2 separate regions of the Ovis canadensis genome follow, and region 2 is linked to region 1. A link is a contact called in public Hi-C data. All regions are on one chromosome and are shown on one strand. The core of a region is the stretch at or near the end of the contact, and the rest is flanking DNA. Distances in the headings are between cores, read along the strand shown.

What was found. A called contact is a pair of places that touch in the nucleus more often than the background predicts.
Region 2: a Hi-C map of fibroblasts shows a contact between it and region 1, with 3 times the contacts expected there. The contact joins the promoter of SMIM15 here to the promoter of LOC138421956 in region 1. A contact is called at or near these places in 2 of 2 Hi-C or Micro-C datasets (fibroblasts and lung).

The regions. Positions count from the first base shown.
Region 1 is chr16:31,067,165-31,070,657 of ARS-UI_OviCan_v2, reverse strand. It overlaps LOC138421956, which reads right to left and starts at 1,545. Exons shown (of 6, transcript XM_069556460.1): 1 at 1,453-1,545; 2 at 408-988. The coding sequence starts at 1,545. It overlaps ZSWIM6 (zinc finger SWIM-type containing 6), which reads left to right and starts at 1,526. Exons shown (of 14, transcript XM_069556467.1): 1 at 1,526-2,213. The coding sequence starts at 1,544.
Region 2 is chr16:31,220,280-31,223,772 of ARS-UI_OviCan_v2, reverse strand. It overlaps SMIM15 (small integral membrane protein 15), which reads right to left and starts at 1,907. Exons shown (of 3, transcript XM_069556473.1): 1 at 1,448-1,907; 2 at 496-629.

The DNA of each region.
Region 1 (3,493 bases), core at 296-2,795:
GTGGTAATTAAGGCTGTGTTTTGGATCCACATTCGACCGAGTCCTGGAGAGTACGAAGAACAATGTCTGCAGCGTTCCTGGCTCACAGGGGACTCGCTTCTTTGCCTTCGCCGGCGCCCCGGCCCCAGCAAGCTGCGCTCTGCGCCCGCCCGCCCCCACGCAGCCTTACCCCAGGAGGATGGGGCGGTCGGGCGCCGCCACGGCGGCAGAGAGCCCGGCGTGCGTCCCGAGCGCCAGGGCTCCCCGCAGCCCGGGGTCGAGGCTGGCCGTGGACTCAAAGGTGCACCGAGTGCGCTCCCAGCCACCATCCGCCGCCGAGCGGCCGGGGCGCGCCGTCTGCAGCCGGCTGGACTGTGCGCGCGCGCCTGTAGGGTGTGTGCGCGCGCGCCCGTGTCGTGTGTACTCACAAAGGTGTGTTTGCTAAATCCACTACCCGGGTGTGCCTTCCACCTCGAGCCGGAGCACGCCCGGGCCTGGAGCGGGGTCCCGGTAGAGAGGCCGTGGAGCCGGCATCCCCGCCCGCGGGGCTGAGGCGCACGAGGGCGGGGCGGCTGCGGCCAGCTCGAGACGCGCGTCGCACAGCTGCGGGACAGGTTCCGAGCGCTCTGCGCGTTTTCGGACACTTTGGCAAGCTTGGAAGCCGAGACTGAGCGGAAGCTGAGACTCGCTCGGGGTAGAGCGTGCTGCAGACAAGAGGAGCAGCGGAGCTGGTGCTCTTCTCCGCCTTGGTCTGCAAAAGTGAAATGGAAAACAGCCGACTACCGCAGCCTCCTCCCTCTTCTCCGGCGCCGCAGCCCGGGCTGGGGGTGGGGGGAGTTCCTCTGGGCTGACTGGAGGGGAAGCAGGCGGCCTCAGCCGCACCTCCTCCGCCTTCCTCACCACCCCAGTCCCCCGGGTTCCACGCCGCATTTCTTTGTTTTGAAAGCGCCTCCTCCGCCCAGAGGCTTTTCCCCCGGCGGGCCGGCTCTGGCGGGGGTGGGGGTGGGGCCTCAACTCAGGGTCCCGCCCCCCACTTACCCGGACCCCTTTCCCGTGCTCACCTCCCATCTACTCTTCCCTCCCCGCAGCGACCCACGAGGCGCGTCCACACTTGCGGGACATCAAAGGGAAGCAGGGAATTGGAGGGGGAAGTTGAGCAGGCAGGGGGCGCGGAGACCCATGCACCCTAGGCCATGCCTGGCAGCCCGCCCCCTCCCCCGGGAACCCCGCCTGAGCCCCGCCCCCCGCGTCACAGCAGCCTGACATTCTCACAGCCCGTCGGGCACCCAACCCCACCGCCCCCGCTACCCCCGTGTCCGCCGAGTGCTCTATTTATGTTTCAGCTCAGCGATTTGCATAGGCCCCGCCCTTGGCCCTAGGTCCCCCTATCGGTGCCCCGCCTCGGCCGCGACGTCACGGCGAAGGCCCCACCTCTTGTGCCCGTACAAGGAGCGGCGGGCCCTAGATGGCAGCGTGGCGTCGCGGCGGCGTGTGCGTGTCGCGCTTCCTTGTGCCGTTTATAGGGTCCCGGCACTTCCGCTGTCGGGTTAGAAGCGGCGCGGTCATGGCGGAGCGCGGACAGCAGCCTCCTCCCGCGAAACGGCTCTGCTGCCGGCCGGGCGGCGGCGGCGGCGGCGGCGGGGCCAGCAGCGGCGGCGGAGGAGCGGGTGGCGGTTATAGCTCTGCCTGTCGGCCGGGCCCGCGGGCGGGCGGCGCGGCGGCAGCGGCGTGCGGAGGCGGCGCGGCACTGGGGCTGCTGCCGCCGGGCAAGACCCAGAGCCCCGAGTCGCTGCTGGACATCGCGGCGCGCAAGGTGGCTGAGAAGTGGCCGTTCCAGCGCGTGGAGGAGCGCTTCGAGCGCATCCCGGAGCCGGTGCAGCGCCGCATCGTCTACTGGTCCTTCCCCCGCAGCGAGCGGGAGATCTGCATGTACTCGTCCTTCAACACCGGCGGCGGCGCCGCGGGCGGCCCCGGCGACGACAGCGGCGGCCCCGGCGGCGCGGGCGGCGGCGCGGGCGGCGCGGGCGGCGGCGGCTCCTCGTCCTCGCCGGCCGCCACCTCGGCCGCCGCCGCCGCTGCCGCCGCCGCCGCCGCCGCTGCCGCCGCCTCCGGGGCCGGGGCCCCGTCGGTGGGGGCCGCCGGGCCGGCGGACGGCGGCGATGAGACACGGCTGCCCTTCCGCCGGGGCATCGCGCTGCTGGAGAGCGGCTGCGTAGACAACGTCCTGCAAGTCGGTGAGTCACGGGGCAGTCGCGGGGTCGTCTCTCCGTCCGTCAGTCCCTGGGGGGGGGGGGACGCCAGCCCCCTCCCCTCTGGGCAGCCCCTCAGCGCAGCGCGCGCCCGCACCCCGCCCGATGCCCTCACTGGCCGGGACAGTCCTTCTGAACGAAGCGCCCATTTCCTCTCCGCCCCTCCCCGCCCCCTGTCTCCCCGGACGGGCCAGCGTGAGTGGGAAATGAATCAGCAGGACGCGCCCCTCCGCGGGGTCCGCCGGGTGGGTGTCGGGTGCCCCCGGCCCGCTCCGTTCCCCGCCCTTCTCCCGGGGAGCACGTCCTGGAGAGCTGCTGACCCGTGTTGGGGGGAGAATGTGGACAAAGGCGCGGGTGGCCGGCCGGGCTCCGGCGGAGGGTGTCTGTGGTGGGGCCGTGCGGGGCGGGGGAGGGGGCGCGGGCCGCACAGACAATGCCGGCCGGGGCCGAGCCGGCGGCCGGGCCGCGCTCTGCGCTCTGCCTCGTCTCTCCCCTAGCCTGTCACTCGCCGGTCTTTCTCCTCTGCACCCCCCTCCCCGCCCCCTCCATTTGAGGGGAGGGAAATACATTTTAATGCCACTCGGCGGCCGCTCCTCTCAGGGCTTCGACGGGCTGGCGGCCGCGGCGTTCCGGGGGGCCGGGAGAGTCGCTGCGGCGTCTGGGCTGGCCCGGGCGAGCTCCGCCGGCCGCCCCGGGATTTAAATGTCCTTCCTTCCGCTCCTCTCCGTCTCGGGGTGCGCGGGCGTCAGGCTGGACCCCTTTCCTGAGGGACCTCTCCTCCCGAGGACGCCCGCGAATCAAAGGGTGCGAGCCCGTGGCAGCTGGCTCTTCCCCATACCGGGGGACCGCGGCGTGCCCGGGGCTCCCGCCGGCGGAGTTCGGTTTGCACCGGGGAGGGGGCCGGGTAGGGCTCCGCGCGAGCCGCGGGGAGCTGTGGCCGGCGGCGGCCGGAGCGCGAGGCGGAGGGGCTTGGCGTCGGCTCCCGCGTCCCTCCCGGCGCGGCCGCCTGGCAGTCGGGCACGACCCCGCACTTTGTTCTCGTTTTCAGGCTTATTTGTGCCCCTTTCAGTTTTCTGTCACCCTCCGAAAAGGGGAAACCAAACAAAAGAGTCTCTTTATTTCTTTTCAGGGCTTGTAAAGTAGAAGATATTTGACAAAGGCGAGAGAAGGACTTAAAGCTGCACAGCCCTTCTTTCTCTGACAGACCATGAGAGTTTTCTCAAATACCGAGTTTTAAAAGCTTTCTCTGTGTTCCCCGCTCCCCC
Region 2 (3,493 bases), core at 658-3,157, 150 kb before region 1:
ACTTTAACCTCTGAACCACCCAGGTCTCCCACTTTCCAGGCAGACACTTTAACCTCTGAACCACCAGGGCAAAAGTACAATCATCAAATCTGGTGTCTGAAAGTCAGGAGTATGTGAAATGCCTAGAGAAAGGGACATAATGGATGGCTGTTTCCGAAATGAAACAAGAAGGTAAGGGAACCATGATATTATCCATTCATATGCAAAGAGAGAAAAGCAAAAGATGACATGCAATTTTATGCCCTCCTTCAGCTTTGAAGACATAATATAGTAAATGAGAACAAACTTAACAGATGAGAAAATTAACCATTACACGTCCCATGCCTTTTGTTCCATTGTGAGTTAGTAAAGAAGGGCCATCTTGCAAATCAGGATGTTGTGGATTTGAGTGATATCATCTATTTTGCCCCCAGAGACTTTTCAACCTTTCATGTTTGTGTCAATCTCCATTCAAAGTAGAGAATTAGAATAGCTGGGATTTAAAAAGTCATGTACCTTATGCTTGAGCAGTGATCTCTAATTTTGTCCTGGGATTATCAGCCAGTCACAATTTCAGATGACGGTTGGTTGGCTGTCGTCTTCTTTAACTCTACCAAAACACTTCTGAGAGAAGGCTTAAATTCTATATACTGGTTAGGTTGAAAAGAATAGACAAAAGAAAAACCGTAAAGTCACAACCTTAAGGAATAAATTATAATACAATTTTAAATGTTAAAACTGTAAATTCTCTATATGCAACCTATAAATAACGTAAAGTTGCCTGGCATATTAAATACATTCAGTATCTATTTCTTTCTAATCTTAAGGCATAATTACACAACCAAAATGCCCTGGAAAAAGCTCCTAATTACTGGGGATCAAATATTTTACTCAGTTACTTATTTCAACAATAAATTTAGAAAGCTCACTCATAAAAAGCTAACTGACCTGTTGCAGCATATCCATTCCTAGTTCCTGAACTTTTTATATTTTTACAGGGTTAGGTTTGTTTCGAGTAAGAGAGGGCCTTACTAATTTCAAAATCAAACAACGCTTTACTCTTAAAAAGGTTTTCTAGTCTCTATGTAATTTGTGCCCTTTACAGAAAAATCGGAGATAAGCAAAACAAAGTATGTCACTCACAATTCCATTACCTAAACAAAACTACCATGATTGGTTTTTAATTATATCCTATCACAATTCCTTCATATTTTTACCTGAAGACAAAGTTCCTAGCCTTCCCCCAACCCCGATTCGTACGCCCCCACCCACACAGTGAGGACTAGACACTACAGATGCCCATCTGTTTTTCAGCTTCTCCAGCCCAGTAATGAATTAACTAATGCAAGAGTCAGAGACCTGCAAAAGAACTTTGCAATAAAGAGGAAGGGGGAAGTGAAGGACCTAGTTATGGCAGAGTTTTAGACATTAATACAGAGAAAGGAGTTACCATCCACCAGATACACACCTCTCGTGCACCTCAATTTCGGACCCCAGGTGCAAGCGCCCTCCACACTTGAAGGAATAAATATTATTCTTCTTCCTTCCGAAAAGGATCCACCGGGCATGATATTCGGATCAGACCCGCACGGCGCCTGAAGCTGAGGGCACGTCACAGCCACCCGCACTTCCCTTTCCTCGTGTTTTCCCCTCGCTCACCCTTCCTCGCCCTACCCGGTGGCCCGCCTCTGGCGCCACGCTTCCCCGACCCTCCGCCGCGGCGAGCGCGGGCCCGGCGGGGCTCGAACAGCCGGCGGTCCCCGGGAATCAGGGGTCGTCCCCGCCACCCCCTGGGCCGCTGGCGCCGCAGCCACCTCCGCTGAGCACCGGGGCAAGAGCGCGGCAGCGACCCCCAACCGCCTCCCCTTCACCTCGCCGGGGACGATGGGTCCGGACCCCAACTCACGACTCACCTCCAGGCCGGAAGCAGGAAGGCGGAAGCCGCGACTCTCCCAACCCGCCCACAGGCCGGCCCTCGCCCGGATCCGGCCTGAGGAAGTCGCGGGGCCAGTTTCCGGCTGCGCCATTGCTGCGTGGGTCCCGGGAAAGCGGGGAGGGTGGGGCGGCTCCTGGGTTTCCGGGGAGAGGCAGGTGAGGCCGCTCGAGGTGAGCGGCGGCGCCCGGCTGGTGTCTGGCCCGAAGCCCGAGGCCTGCGCCTCCTGCCTGAGGCGCGGGTGAGCTCCGGTCTCTGGGAGCCGGTCTGGAAGCGCTGAGGACCCCCTACCTTTGCCCCCGAGGTCATCCGAACAGCCGCTCCCCTGCGGGAGCCTGGCCAAGGGTGGAAGGCCCTGGTGGGTGAGGTCCGTGACCCCCGGAGACTCCGACCAAGGAACGGCGGCCAAGAAAGGAGTTGGTCCCCACAAACCGCCCAGAGTCAAGGTGAAGGTCACACCCAGCGACTCCTGAAGGATTCTAGCGAGTTCCTCTGGGTCACATCCACTCTTTGACCCTCTCCTCTTCTGGCTGGACGATAGTTAAAGCCTCACGTCGAGGAGACCAAGCGCAGCAGGACCGTGGTGGAGCCACTGAACGTTGTTTCTAAGGGGAAATGCAGCCATGCTGCGTGAAGAAGTTTCTGCTGTTTTCAATTTAAGAACCTCTTCACAAAAGAATGATCGATATTTGCCCAAAGTAAACTTGAAAAATAACCAAACTGTGTGGGCATAGAGTTCCCATAGAGGTACTTGTTCTTTCAGTGCACAAATAAAGAGATTCAAAAGTCAACAAGCAGAAAGAGTGAGTTCTCATTGTCTTCTAATCTACAGGAACTGAGAGATTAACTCGGGTTTGCTTGGTGATCAAGTTTTGTGATCTCTTGCACTGAGCTGCTCTGTTTGACTACCTCTTCAAATGTTGCAAGACCTCTTCACTGGTGTGTGCCAAATAAAGCAGGTTTTTATTCTTGAAAGACTATAGAATGTTCTCTTTGAGGAGCAGGCTGTGACATGTATAACTAGTTTAGGGATAACAACAGTAACCATTATTTACCAGGGAACAGACTTTTGGCAAATAATCTAATGATCTAAAATACTGTTTGTTGGGCATATGTTAATGTTTGTATGTTGTATTAGTAGCAGTTGTTTTCTTACTCATTCTTGTTTGAAAACTTGGATGATGGTTTCAAAGCTTGTGCTGCTTGGACCTAGCCTGTACCTGTAGTAGCCAGAAAAAGCAGACTCAGCCATTGGATTGTGTGTACAGAAAACTTGACTTGCTGGCAGTAAGACTTTGTGGGGTTTTTTGTGGTTTTTTTTTTAACTTGCCCAAATAGTAATTCCAGGAGAGGGTCAGAATTTATTTTAACATCCTTCACTCCAGAGACCAGTATGTGTATGTGTTATTTTAATCATGGTTAGACAGTTTTCCTGATGACTGCCTCCCCAATAATTCGCTCTGCTGTGTCCCTTGTGAAATGCATGGGAGTGGATGGAAAGGCACCTAAGAAGGCAGCGTCTGTAGCTCCTTGGCGCTAGTGTAAATCAGGCTTTCACTGTCTAATATTACTGGTCTCCTT